Regions from separate parts of the Macaca mulatta genome. Here region 1 is linked to region 2. A link is a contact called in public Hi-C data. All regions are on one chromosome and are shown on one strand. Each heading gives the region's core, a stretch centred on a gene start, on an enhancer-like site or on the middle of the called end of the contact. The rest is flanking DNA. Distances are from core to core; before and after follow the strand shown.

Region 1 (6,610 bases), core at 3,602-6,101, 290 kb before region 2:
GGGCTACGGGTGTGTGTCACCATGTCTGTCTAATATTTAAATTTTTTATAGAACTAGGGGTCTGACTATCTTGCCTAGGCTGGTGTCAAACTCCTGGCCTCCAGCCATCCTCCCATCTCAGCCTCCCAAAGCACTGAGAATACAGGTGTGAGCCACCATACCCTGCCCAAATTTTCTTTGGTAGAGCCTGGTGCTAAAAACTATGTATTTATTACGACTATTTGGATATCACTAATCAATATGATGATTAGTGAAAGGCCACCTCACCTTTGAGTCTCAAAACAAAAACCAAAAGATCCCTGAGAATTTTGTTCTTCAACAATCTAATTCTACAATCTCTTACCACTCTCCTGTCTTCCTCGGAATCTTTCGCTTGAGGCTGAGGCATGTTTCTGGTTTATAGAAAGCAATGGTCGGGTTGGTCTTGAACTCCTGGGCTCAAGTGGCCTCCCAAAGTGCTGGGATTACGGGCCCTGTAATGCCAGCACTTTGGGAGGCTGTTTGAACCCAGGAGTTTAAGACCAGCCTGGGCAACATGGTGAAACCCTGTCTCTATTAAAAATACAAAAAATTAGCCAGATGTGAAGGCATACTCCTTTAGTCCCAGCTAACCAGAGGCTGAGGTGGGAAGTTGAGGCTGCAGTAAGGCATGATCGTGCCACTGCACTCCAGCGTGGGCAACAGGAACAAGACCCTGTCTTTAAATAAATAAATAAATAATAAATAAATAAATGGTTGTTCACCCTGACTGCACAGGGTGCTTTGGAAAAATGCTGATGAAGGGCCCCTCTCCCCAAATAGTCTAGTTTAATTGGCCTTACATGGGACTTAGGCTCTAGGCTGGTTCAAGAGCTCCTCAGGTGATTGTTACATGTGGCCAGGGAAGCAAACCACAGGTATGAATGGTGTGTCTTCATTAAGTAGCTTTTATGGCACTAGGGCAGTTACATAGATGAACAAGCTGGTCCATGTAGTAGAAAAGCTAATTAGGAAAACAGGCAAAATATGACAACAGAGTAGGGTAAATGCTTTTATTTATTCTATAACTCAATAAATACTAGCTAAGCACTTAACAAGCGCCAGTGCTGGAGTGAAGCCATGCTCTCAGTCCTGTGGGCTACCTGCAAAAACCAGGAAAACTTCACAGAGGAGGCAGCAGCCAAGCAGGGATTTGGAGGAGTGCTTAGTCAAGGTCTTTACTAGATAAGGCAGGGAGTGAGGGCATGGCAGTGAGGACAGGGCGTGCTGGCCACAGACAAGTGGCAGGCTCGGAGAAGCTGGAGATGAGATACTGGTGAGGTGTAGATACGCATACCTTTAGAAGACTAAGGGGTTTAGGCTTGGTCCAGAATGCATTTAAAAGACATTAAAGGTTTTAAAGCAGGAATGCACAAATTAGATGTGGGTGCAGAATACTGGTATTGCAGATAACCCCAGCTGTTCATAAAGGCAGCTGTAGCTAGAATTTCCTAACCAGTTTAATGCTTTGACTGATCATCCCCCATCCCCTCTGCCCTTGACTGAAGTAATCAGACATTGTGACCTTGTGGGGTCAGTTTCTAGTCAATGAAGGGAGAGGATTCCATGTGGCAGTTGGAAGGAGGTGTAGATCAATGTTTTTTAAGTGACTAATTGAATGTAAATAGAATTCAACATGGGCTGGACCCTGGACAAATACGTTTAGGGTCCCTGCCTGTGCCTCCTTACCCAATTTCCTTTAGAAGGACTTGGTAGTGCCTCTGTGGATGTGGTACCTCTTATCAGGCTGTTTGTCTGACTTGCCTCAGAGCAAGTAAACAAACCCAAAAGATCAAACCATCTGGGTTCCCAGAGGCTCCTGCAGCTCCTCTGCACTTTATTATTCTCGTTCAGAACTCAAGGACAAATAGGTCAAATCACAAAATCAGCCAAGTACTAGGGACTATAACCTTCTGGCTAAGACACTCACAGAAGAAGTAACTTCCTCGGCTGGGGAGGAAGAAGATTTAGCCTAGGCCAGTGGTTCTCAAATTTAGTGACTGTAAGCTTCAAGACTAGTCATGAGCTAAAAATATATTTTCGGGAGACTCGCTTCAGACTTACTGAATCAGAATCTCTGGGGTTGGGCCAAGGAACCTGTCTTTCAAACACTCATTCCCAGATCATTCTGATTCCAGTGATCTGTAGATTGCATGGAGCAGCATAACTCGTCAGTGGTTCTGGTCTGTGGTGGTGGTTGGCAGCTGTTTTGGGGTGGTGGGGGACAGGTCAGATAAGCGTCTCCATTCATAATCTTCCAGCCCAGTAGGCTTGCAAAATTTGCACCATGCTTAGTTTTCAATTCAGGCTATTTCTAGGTTAATTTCTTAATTGAGCTATTTAGCTCAGCAGAGGACCTGAGATACCACAGATAAGAGAGCGGTTTAGGAGTAAGCATTAAATATCTCTGGCTGTGTCTCTTATTATCCTTTCCAGTCTCACTTATCTGAAGAGCCAGATTTCTCAAAGGACAAGTAACTCTAGAAGGGAGTATCAATGGGAAAGCTACGAATTCCTTGCCACACCCCCGTTACAGAACTATACTTGCTAGTAACTGAATCTCAAGAAACATATCAAGATGTTGAATGAAGACATTTCTCCTTTCTGTATTCCTGAGCTCCTGGGGTTACAAGAGCACAAGTTTAGGCAAACATAACTCATTTCTCTCTGAGGTGTCTCTTCACTTCTTGATGCACTGGAGATCCTTGTAGAATAATACATTAGTGATAATGAGTGTTGGGTGCTCACAAATCACCCACAATTCATTGGCTGAAGGCATCTTAAACGTGAACTTTTTGGCTTTTATTGTCTTTAGCTGCTTCTTTTAACGTACTTTAGTTTGAGTGTACAGATTTGGGGTTTTCAAACTTGTTTTTAATTAAGGCATGGTTTATTTTTATTGCTTGAGATAAAATGCAGTCTGAGGGTCACAAATGTAATTTACAAAATAAAGTGCATCTGGGCAGATCATAAGGAAAAAAAAAGAAAAAAGAACAGAAAGCCTAAATAAAGAGTGGGCCAGGATTCTTAAGTTTATTTAGTAACTTCTTGGAGAATAAAAATCCCAGCACCTGCATTATAAAAAAGCACATCTTCTAAGTGTCCTTCTCTTCGAAACACCTAAATGAACTAGACTGAATTACGAACTAACTAATGGTCTTTAAAAATTCACCTTGAGCAAGCTACTGAAGATACTAAATAAAAGAGGCTGGGACAGAGTCTGAGGAAACCCAACCTGCTGTTTGTTTTATCAGTAATGTAACTCAAAAGTAGCCAAGCGGATGGCCGGAGTTTTCTGTGTTTTGTTTCCCTGGGCTGAGCCTGTGAATGCCAAGATTTAATCTAAAGAGGTTTGTGTTTTAAAAACTAACAACCAAGTAATAAAACACCTATAAAAACGGTTTATAATGGAACCAGTGACAGTTTGCAGTGTAGTATTACAACTCTTCTGCTCCCCCTCGCCCTTTCTCTATCCTTTCATCCAACTCTGTGCCCTTTGTCTAAGTTCCTTTCTCACCTTGCTGCCAAGAAGCACAGGAGAGGGAGCTCACACCCCAAAGCAGCAGACCATTTTTAAAAAATGAAGTGTGTGTTGTGGTCTGCATTTGAAGACAGGGCTGCGTGTGCTGCTTGTTTTGTCTGAGATAAGGACGAAGATAAGTTGTCCTAACAAAGTACCCACCTAGTTGTACAGTGGTTTCTAATGGGGAGGTGAAGATGCCACTGCAGTGTCAGTGGCGTGAGGCTGCAGGAGTCAACCAGGGCAGGAAGCCTGGGGCCTCCCCTCCCTGGCACCCTGCATCGCCATGCCCGGGCCCAAGATGGCCCTGACTCCAGGGACAGACTTCAGGCAACAGGTGGTTTTCCACCCAGGCCACCATGCCTGAAACTTGGTTCTTTTGCAAAGCCATAGTTCTCCTCCCCCTCTCAAAGAAATGGCGCCTGGGAGGGAAACTTCGTGCTCAAACTCTCTAGGAGCCATTGCTCAGCCCACCTTTCCTATTTTCTTAAGTCTCCCTTGCCAGCATCCCATTCACCTCCGGAAAGAATCAGGGGCGCTCTCTTCAGAGTCCAGAGAGCTCTGGGAGGCATGTGGGCAGCGTCAGAGTGGCCTCGCCTGGGCGGCCAGAGAAGCCCCCAGTCTCCCTCAAGTGGGCCTCAGGAACTCGGGGGGCCCAGGGGAAGCCTGGAAAACCGAACTTCGCCATCAGCCTTCCTTAGAGCGCTGACTAAAAGAGAGGGGGGAAGGGCCCCCCAGCGGTCTTCCCCGCCCCCCTCCCGCCTCAGCCCCTCTGCCATCCGTCTGCACCGCCCAAGAAAGCACCCAGAACGCGGCTGAGCTCGTCAGCTACTCGCAGGCAGGGAGAGGGCATCCTGGGGGGCAGCTTCCCCCTCCAGCCCGCATCTGACATCCCCACTCCCACCCAAGGATGCCGCCGCCGTGCCCTGTCCGCAGTCGCTGAATGTCACTGCTCCCTCTTCCTCCCGATCAGGGTAGACACAGCTCTTCAGGCGTCCCCCACCCCAAAACTGCCGCGATCGCCCGAGGGCGCAAAGCCTGGGCAAAGGACGAAGTTTGGGGCCCATAGCGACGGGAGGGGGGGCGCGTTGGCGAGGACCGCACCTCAGTCCCAGCCCCGGCGGGCACACTCCCCGCCCCAAACGGCCCAGGCGTCCCCATCCTCCCGCGGACACCAGCGTCCCCGCCCACCCCCGAGGGCGGCGAGAGGAGCCCCCCGGGGCGGAGGCAGGTACCCCCGGGGCGGAGACTGGGGCGGGCGGGGTCCGGGCTGCGCCCCCGGCCAGGCCGGGCGGGCTGGCGGGCGGCGCGGGGGGAGCGGGGCTGGGCGGCGCTGCCTCGGGCTCTGTGCGCTGCAGCCCGGAGCCGAGGAGGAGGAGGCGGAGGAGGAGAAGGAGGCGGCGGCGGTGGGTCCCGGGCGGGGGGAGCGCGGCGCTGCGGACCCGGGCGGCTGGCAAAGGACGAGGCGGAGGCTGAGGAAGGCAGCAGGGAGACCCAGGCTGCAGCAACAAAGGGCAGCGAGCGATTGGCCGGGCTGCAGGCGAGGTTAGCCGGGGACCGGGGTGGCCGGAGGCAGCGGCGAACGGTGCACGTGCTTGCAGACACGGGCGAGTGTGGAGCCGGGGGGTGCACGCCCGGTGGGTAGGGGCTTGCTCCCCCGCGGCATGGGATGGCGAGGAGGCTGCAGCGACATCGTTCTGCCTGCACCCGGCCTGGGGCTGGCAGGGTAGGGGTGTGTTGGGGGGGGAAGGATGCGAGCCAGGGGGCGGGCGAGTAGTCGCCCGGGACGGGACGGGAGAGAGGGTGGAGGAGGGGGCGGGATGGAACGCTCCGGGCGGCGCGCCCGTCCGCGCACTCCAGCAAAGAAGCTGGCGACTGAGAACCTCGAATTTTAACTTCGCGTGCCCGCCCGCGCGCGCCCGCCCGCGCCCACCCCTAAATCCTGCGGCCGCCGCCAGCGATCAGCTCTCACACAAACTTTAGCTGCGGGCTAGGGGGTTTGGGGTTGAGTGGGGGAGGGGAGAGGGAAAAGGCCTCCTGATTGGCGTCGTCTGCAGCCAATAAGGCCAAGCTCCCCTGCTGCGAGTAGACCCAATCTTTTCCTAGAGGTGGAGGGGGCGGGTAGGTGGAAGTAGAGGTGGCGCGGTATCTAGGAGAGAGAAAAAAGGCTGGACCAATAGGTGCCCGGAAGAGGCGGACCCAGCGGTCTGTTGATTGGTACTGGCAGTGGACCCTCCCCCGGGGTGGTGCCGGGGGGAGGGTGATGGGTCGAGGGGTGTGTCTATGTGGAAGCGAGATGACCGGCAGGAACCTGCCCCAATGGGCTGCAGAGTGGTTAGTGAGTGGATGACGGACAGACCCGTAGGCCAACGGGTGGCCTTAAGTGTCTTTGGTCTCCTCCAATGGAGCAGCGGCGGGGCGGGGCCGCAGCTCGGGTTTAATGAGACTCCATTGGGCTGTAATCAGTGTCATGTCGGATTCATGTCAACGACAACAACAGGGGGACACAAAATGGCGGCGGCTTAGCTCCTACCCCTGGCGGCGGCGGCAGCGGTGGCGGAGGCGACGGCACCTCCTCCAGGCGGCAGCCGCGGCTTCTTTCTCAGGCAGCGGCAGCGCCCCCGGCAGGCGCGGTGGCGGTGGCGCGCAGCCAGGTCTGTCACCCACCCCGCGCGTTCCCAGGGGGAGGAGACTGGGCGGGAGGGGGAAACAGACGGGGGGATTCAGGGGCTTGCGACGCCCCTCCCACAGGCCTCTGCGCGAGGGTCACCGCGGGGCCGCTCGGGGTCAGGCTGCCCCTGAGCGTGACGGTAGGGGGCGGGGGAAAGGGGAGGAGGGACAGGCCCCGCCCCTCGGCAGGGCCTCTAGGGCAAGGGGCGGGGCTCGAGGGCGGAGGGGGCGGGGCGGGATCGGGTGGGGGCGGGGTTCGGGGAGTCGGAAGGCGGGGGCTGCGAGGGAATTTCTGAGTGGGAGTGAACTGGTAGGAGCGGTGGGGGCCAGCGAGGGTGTGAGGAAGACTAGTGAGGGTTGGGTGGGAGGGGAAGCTGGAGGTGTAGAACAGGTGCTGAGGGA
Region 2 (7,422 bases), core at 384-2,883:
CTGGGAAGGAATAGGGTTTGATAAAATGCTGGAGCACTAAGCAAAGAACTTTTTTTCAGGGTGGGAGGGCAGATGGATTTCACCCTTTTGCCCAGGCTAGAGTGAAGTGGCATGATATCGGCTCACTGCAACCTCCCCCTGCCCCGTGTTCAAGCAATTCTCCTGCCTCAGTCTCCCGAGTAGTTGAGATTATAGGTGTGTGCCACCATGCCCGGCTAATATTTGTATTTTTAGTAGAGATGAGGTTTCACCGTGTTGGCCAGGCTGGTCTTGAACTCCTGACCTCAGATGATCCACCCACCTTGGCCTCCCAAAGTGCTAGGATTACAAGCATAAGCCACTGTGTCCGGCCTAAGCAGAGGATTTTTAAAAACCAGGGATGGGAGGGCACTGATGACTGAGAAGAAATGAGGCATCCTCCCCAGGAATGAGCAAGATGGGATACGGGCTTGGACCCCAAGTCCTACCCCCAGGCGTGTTGAGGGCACGGTGGATGAAGTCAGCCGCGGAGGAGAAGTAGGCACTGATGTCAAAATCAGGGAGGTCGTGGGCTGGCACCCCCAGGTAGCTCACACTGCTGCCGTAGAAGTCAGGGCCGCCCTGACAGTAGAGGCCCCCGTGGGCGGCGTTCAGCACGTGGGTGATGCCCAGCTTCCACAGCTCAAAGCGGTTGTTTGCTGTGGCCCTGGGGAGGGCAGAAAGGGCACTGGATAACAGCCAAGCCATGGGACCAGGAGGGAGGCTTTGCCTGGCCCCCTGCTGCAGAGGGACCGAGCCATCAGGGTCCAAAGAGAATCCAACCCCAGCAAGCTCCAAGTGGGGTCTGACTCCACAGCCCCATACCCAGAGCCCCACACTTTCTGGTGGCAGAACTGGTGGTATGCGTGTGTTGGGGGATCTTTAGACCCTCTCTGCTTCCTCAAGGCCTCTGCTCCTGCCTTGGCCAGGACAGGAAGGAAGGGATTGCTTCAGCCCTAGAACCTGGCTGCCCCTCCCTTCTTGCCTCATGTCCTCCCACGCACATCCGTCCTCTACCGGCTACCACCTAATACCTGCTTCTAGCCTACAAATGTTGAGAGGCAACACCTTCTCTGATTCACCTTCAGTCAGGCTTCTCCACCATCTGTATCCAGAGGAGGGAGGCTGGGTCCAGAAATAGGGGGCTCTCTGTCTACCTCATCTCATGCTGCAAATACTATTTCCCAGGCCTGTACCTCTACACTTGCCAGTTGTCCTGGAAATGTTTCCCAGGACTCCTGGGAGACTCCCTGCTTTCAGGCAGGCGAAGTCCCTGCTCCCCCTCGTGGCCATACCTGGTCACTGCACTGTCCTTGGCAGCCTGGGGTCCTGGAGAAGGTCCCTGGCCTGGGATGGTCAGAGCAGAGCTATTTCTCCTTGTTTCTACCCTCCTGTGTCTGGTAAAGCCACCAAGAACTGCCTCTCCTTGTCCCCACCCCCATGACCCTTGGCCAGCTATCACTCACGCATCTCCTATGAAAAGGTTGGGCCAAACTTCATCCACGCGGCTGCAAGAAGACTTCCCCGCCCTCAGGAGCTCCTCCAGCTCCAGGATGCTGGGGCAAGGCGTGGCTTTGTCCTCTCCCACCAGCTCTGGGAGCAAGGTCTCAGCCATGGGCCAGCCCGCCCACCCCTCTGCCTCTGCGGTCACTCCTCTCTGCCTCTCCAGTGTCATTTCTCCTTCCCAGAGATTGACAGGGACAGGTGGGACAGGAGCAAGTGACTCAGCAAGTCAAAGGGGCCTCTGGAGCAGACAAGACCTTTTCCTCCCTAAGCCTCCCCCCACCCCCAAACTCCGTGAGAACATGGAATCAGAGAGACCTCTGCAAGTCAGCTACCTCCCTGAACCTCAGTTTCTTCATCTGTAAAGTAAGGATAATCACACCTACCTCAGAGAATTTGAGGATTAAATGAAACAAAAGACGTGCTGGGTCTGATACATAGTAGGTACTTAGAAACGTCTGTGGAATTAGTAGATGTAGAGCCCTGCCTAAGGCTATTAGGTTATGAGGACTGAGTTAAAGTAGAGATCCAGGGTGCAGAGGAGGTGGCTGGTTCCAAGGATGAATGATAGAACTGAAAGAAGTGTAGTCTAGGTGGGCCACAAATTGGGTAGGAGCTGGATTGGATGTCTGTTGGATGAGTCTCTGAATTATGGAGGTCAGGGACAGTTTTCTGAGTTGTAGAGTCAGAGAAATACGGATAAGAGACATGGAGAGCTTCATTTTTAAAGCGTGCCCACAAGATTCATGGGGGAAGGGGGAAAGTGTTTGTTTTTTGTATGTTTGTTTTTTTAGACAGGGTCTCACTCTGTCACCCAGGCTGGAGTACAGTGACATCTTGGCTCACTGCCACCACCACCTCCCGGGTTCAAGTGATTCTCCTGCTTTAGCCTCCTGAGTAGCTGGGATTACAGGCGTGTACCACCATGCCACACTAATTTTTGTGTTTTTAGTAGAGACGGGGTTTGTCAGCCGTGTTGGTCTGACTGGTCTTGAACTCCTACCTCAAGTGATCAGCCTGCCTCGGCCTCCCAAAGTACTGGGATTACAGGTGTGAGCCACCATGCCGGGCCAGTGGGGGAAGGTTTGAACAATGGTCCTGTAATGAACGTAGCTGACTTCTCAGAAGAGAAGGCTGAAGAGGGCCTTGTATGTCAAACGGGGAGAAGGGAGGTGAGTGTTGCCCTAGACTTTGAGAGCCAAAGGGGCCAACTGTCATCAGAAACATTTTGAGGGTGGGAGGGAGATTCCCCTGTCTATAAGGGCTTTGGGTCCCAAAATAGAAACTGAGAAAGGTCAACCTGTCCTTCTGCCAGAGCTGGCTATCAGCAAGAGATGAGATGTCTCGCCCTCTGTCATGTGACTTCTCAGCAGCCCTGATGGAGCTGGGAAGGGTATGGGCTGCAGTGGGGAGGTTCCCAGCTGTCCTTGGCCTTAAGACCAGTTTGAAGGGAAAGGCCACACCAGGGCATCCCATGGAAGCAGTCTACATTCATGTCCATCCCATTCAGAACCACTGAAGTCAGCCCGGCACTGTGTGGGGAGGCAAGGCCAAGGAGGGGTTCGTGTCCAGGTTACAGTTGGGTCTGGACTTGGTTTATGCCTATGCTAGACCTGGCTTGGGAGGAGACCTTCCCTCAGGGTGGCGCAGCATGGTGGAGGAAAATATAGGATCAGATGTTAGAGAGATTTGGGTTGGAATATCAGTTTGCAATATGTCAGGCAATGTGTTTCTTTACCTTTCTGTGCTATACGATCCCCCTTGCAGAGTTAGCACAAGGATTTTTATTTTTATTTTTTTTGAAATGGAGTTTCACACTTGTCGCCCAGGCTGGAGTGCAACGGCGTGATCTCGGCTCATTGCAACCTCCACCTCCCGGGTTCAAGCGATTCTCCTGCCTCAGCCTCCCGAGTAGCTGGGACTACAGGTATGCGCCACCACGCCCGGCTAATTTTTGTATTTTTAGTAGAGATGAAGTTTCACCATGCTGGCCAGGCTGGTCTCGAACTTCTGACTTCAGGTGATCCACCCGCCTCAGCCTCCCAAAGTGCTGGGATTACAGGCGTGAGCTTCTGCGCCTGGCCTTAGCACAAGGATTAAATGAGATGTTTATATGGCATTTGGCATAGACGCTGTCAAAGAGGAAGTGGGCAATAAATTATAACAATTATCGTTGGTGGCTGGCTATTGGAGAAGAGGGGGCTCTCTCCAGAGGAATTAGGATTACCTCCTTCTAGGCCCTAACCCCTTTTACTGATTCCACAGGCCCCGCCCCCGCTCCGCTAGCCCCGCTTCCTACTCTCGCTTTGGCCCTCGGCATGACGCATGCGCCCTCTGGCTCCCCCGCGGCAGCTTCTCGGTTCTCCAGTCGGGCCCATCTGGAGCCTCGCGTCTTTTCCAGTGTGGGCCCCGCCCCCTGCCGGTAGAACCCCGTTCCCGGCCGGTAGGGCCTCGCCTCCCGAAGCAGTTCCGGTTCGGCTGTGAGCAGCTGCCGGCGCGGCGGTGACGGCGGCCGGGACGATGCCTGCGCGCAGCCGCCACCGCCCCCGCCTCCACTCCGGCTCCCCGCCCCGGGCTCCGCCCCCGCCGCTTGAGGCGCTGCACTCCGGCGAGGCGGGCAGGGCCCCGGACTCCGACGGCGGCTCGGACGCCGACTCGGAGGTGGGTCCGGGGAGCCCGACTCGGACCGCGGAGGTGAGCGGGAGCTGAGGCTGAGGAGAGGGTAGCTTGGGGGGCGCCTGCTGCCAAGGGTGAGTAGGGAGTCTGGGATGGAGCCGGGGGTTGCCGAGGGACCGCGACCCGGAGGGGCCCCGGGGAGACGGTTGAGGGAGCCGGGAGAGTCAGCTCTGGAATGGAATCTGAAGGAAATGGAGGTTGTCGAACCGAGGGCCTGAGGCTGAGGGGTAAGTGGAGGCCGAGGAACGAGAGGGAGGGGGCGGGAGGGGGAGGCTTGAAGAGCCCAGAGCTTGGGGGCTTTTGAAAGCTGCGCAGTGGGGGAAGAAGATCGAAGGGGTCCTGCGGGAATGTGGACCCGGAGGAAGAGATGCTCTGGGTTTGGCAGCGGGGGTGAAGAGTCAGAGGAGCAAGACCTGGGCCGGTGTTCCCTTCCCAGGACGAGGGAGGGCGATCGGGGCAGGGACTGGAGCCTCTTACCCGGGTGGGGCTGGTGGTAATGGAGGGCAGGATTTAGGTTTGATTAGAAGGAGGAGGGCTATTGGATGGGAAATTGTCTGGCCTCTAGGGGTGAGGGAGGCATTGAAAAAGAGAAGTGTGGTCAAGAAAGAAAAGGAGCCCTTGGGGATCTAATTTTGGGTTTTGGCATTTTTACAGGTGCCTTTTAAAACATCAAAGATCACTAGGGCAATGTACTTGGATTGTGGGACTTTCTCGTTCGTGCACAGTGGATCCTTTTAAGAATCTTGGGTGGAAGGGGCGGTGTGAATCACTGATTTGCCTAAAGGACTGGGGGAAGTAGTGGAGAGGAAGTGATGTTTGAAGAAGGTAGTGAAAGACGTGATTCTGAACATGATATCATTTGGATTTGTTGACAGTAATGATGTCCTCCTTTTTTTCATCGTATTTTTCTTTCGTAAATAAGTTTAAATACCAGACGTGTTAAGATCCTAAAAAAGATTTACTACATTACCTTTAAGTTTTAAAAACTTGAAACAAGACTTTGGATACTCAGATTTTAAAAATTAAACTTGAAACAAGAATTTGGACACTCGGATTTTAAAAGTTAAACATGAAACAAGAATTTGGACGCTCGGATTTTACAGATACTCAACATGTACTGGTTCCACTTCCAAAGTTTTAAGTTGACACATGTATTTGCCACACAGTAAAAATTTGGTCAGTGCAAGTTTCTGGGTTAAGGGGACACAGTGAAGTTGCCACAGTCTAGGCCAATACCAAATCTTCCTCTCACTGACAACCCCAGGATTGGAGTTAGCTCTTGAAAATTGGAGAGATACCTTTGACTGATTTGCAAAACCAATATTGAAATACTATTTTGCAGATATTGTGTGAATAATATTTTTAGTAGAGTGATTTAGGAAAATAAGGACAGAGGATGCTTGTAGTTGGCATTCAACACAACTGGGACAGGTGGGTACACAGATACTTTTTATAGAAGACATAGTTCCAAAACATAATTATGCCAGAAAAAGAATGATTGCAATATTTATATTCACTTTAGTAGACATAAATTCACTTCCTTTTGTGATTGTTAAGTCATAACATGGCTCTATGAAGTCTTTGACTTTAGCCACATCTCATATGTTTTACAACTTTTTATGTGATTATAGGTTTGTAAAGTTGTTGGCCATTTCTTTTCTCTTCTTCCTTTCTTTTTTTTGAGACAGAGATTCACTGTGTTGCCCAGGCTTAAGTGATCCTCCCACCTCAGCTTCCCAGGTAGCTGGGAGTAGCTGGGACTGCAGGCGGGCGCCACCATGGCCTGGCTAATTTTTGTTAGCATCAGGCGTTTTCTAAATGCTTGATTAAATCTAAATAGATATCTACTGTTTAATCTTCATGAGATGATAATTTATTGATTGGCAACAGCTTTTAAATTAGTTTATGTGTATGGGCTATGTGACATACCCTCAGATGCACAGTGGAATAGTAATTGTTTCTTCAAAGGAAATGCGAATTCTTAGCTAAAAGCGCTGTGGTTGTTAAAAGTATTAATTCCCTTTAACTTAATACAAATTATCTTCTGTTGAAGTTTACATATTACTGTTTGTTGGTTTTATCTCTAGAGTGAGATCCTCTAGAGACCTTGTCTTCATACTTAGTTCTGAATAAAAGTCATGGCCATGTAAAAATTTGCTGAATTGCAATATAAGAACTCTATTCAGATTACATCTTAATGTTATTGCAAAATTAAAGAGAAACTGTTAGATGGAGTTGTACAGTTAACATATTAGCATGTCTAATAGTTTTTAAAATTTTTGTTTCCCTTTGTCAGTTCTCGCACCCACTGAGTAAAGAAAATCAGTTTTAGGTTGGGCTTACTCCTGTAATCCCAGCACTTTGGGAGGCCCAGGCAGGCAGATCACTTGAGGTCAGGAGTTCAAGAACAGCTTGGCCAACACGGCAAAACCCCATCTCTACTAATAATATAAAAAGAATTAGCCAGGTGTGGTGGCACACACCTGAAGTCCCAGCTACTCAAGATGCTGAAGCAGGAGAATCACTTCAACCCGGGAAGCAGAGGTTATGGTGAGCTGAGATCACGCCATTGCATTCCAGCCTGGGCGACAGAGTGATATGTCTCCAAAAAAAAAAAAAAAAAAAAAAGAAAATCAGTTTCTCTAAGGCAGAAGAAGCCATCATGACTGCAATGGCAGAATATGCAGACATATTTAGGTAAATCAGTTTTGATTTCAGTAGCATAACCCCCCCTTCTGCAAAAGCTTATTCACGTTGCACAGTTGCTTGTAAACATTTTTTTAAATTTTGTTAATCATTAGATCCTCAATACTTCTTCAAAATTTTGCTATTACTGATTAAGACATTTTCATGGCTTTTCTAAGAATTGAAATTTGAACACTTTTTTTGAGACACTTAAATCACAGACGTTTCCATGAATAGTATTATTATTGTTTTATAAGAATGCCATGGCCGGGCGCGGTGGCTCAAGCCTGTAATCCCAGCACTTTGGGAGGCCGAGACGGGCGGATCACGAGGTCAGGAGATCGACACCATCCTGGCTAATATGGTGAAACCCCGTCTCTACTAAAAAAAATACAAAAAAACTAGCCGGGCGAGGTGGTGGGCGCCTGTAGTCCCAGCTACTCGGGAGGCTGAGGCAGGAGAATGGTGTAAACCCGGGAGGCGGAGCTTGCAGTGAGCTGAGATCCGGCCACTGCACTCCAGCCTGGGCGACAAAGCGAG

Evidence for each region. Hi-C and Micro-C count contacts between places; a contact is called where the count stands out from the background.
Region 1: a contact with region 2 is called in a Hi-C map of fetal cortical plate, with 1.8 times the contacts expected there. The contact joins the promoter of KAT6B here to the promoter of DUSP13A in region 2. A contact is called at or near these places in 3 of 14 Hi-C or Micro-C datasets (blood, fetal cortex germinal zone and fetal cortical plate).

What each region holds. Positions count from the first base shown.
Region 1 is chr9:74,784,243-74,790,852 of T2T-MMU8v2.0, reverse strand. KAT6B (lysine acetyltransferase 6B) reads left to right here and starts at 4,851. Exons shown (of 17, transcript XM_077946539.1): 1 at 4,851-5,083.
Region 2 is chr9:74,495,204-74,502,625 of T2T-MMU8v2.0, reverse strand. It overlaps DUSP13A (dual specificity phosphatase 13A), which reads right to left and starts at 1,633. Exons shown (of 3, transcript NM_001418213.1): 1 at 1,485-1,633; 2 at 468-685. The coding sequence starts at 1,633. SAMD8 (sterile alpha motif domain containing 8) reads left to right here and starts at 1,742. Exons shown (of 6, transcript XM_077946531.1): 1 at 1,742-1,887. It overlaps LOC144331132 (a long non-coding RNA gene), which reads right to left and starts at 4,047. Exons shown (of 2, transcript XR_013398069.1): 1 at 3,821-4,047; 2 at 3,291-3,604.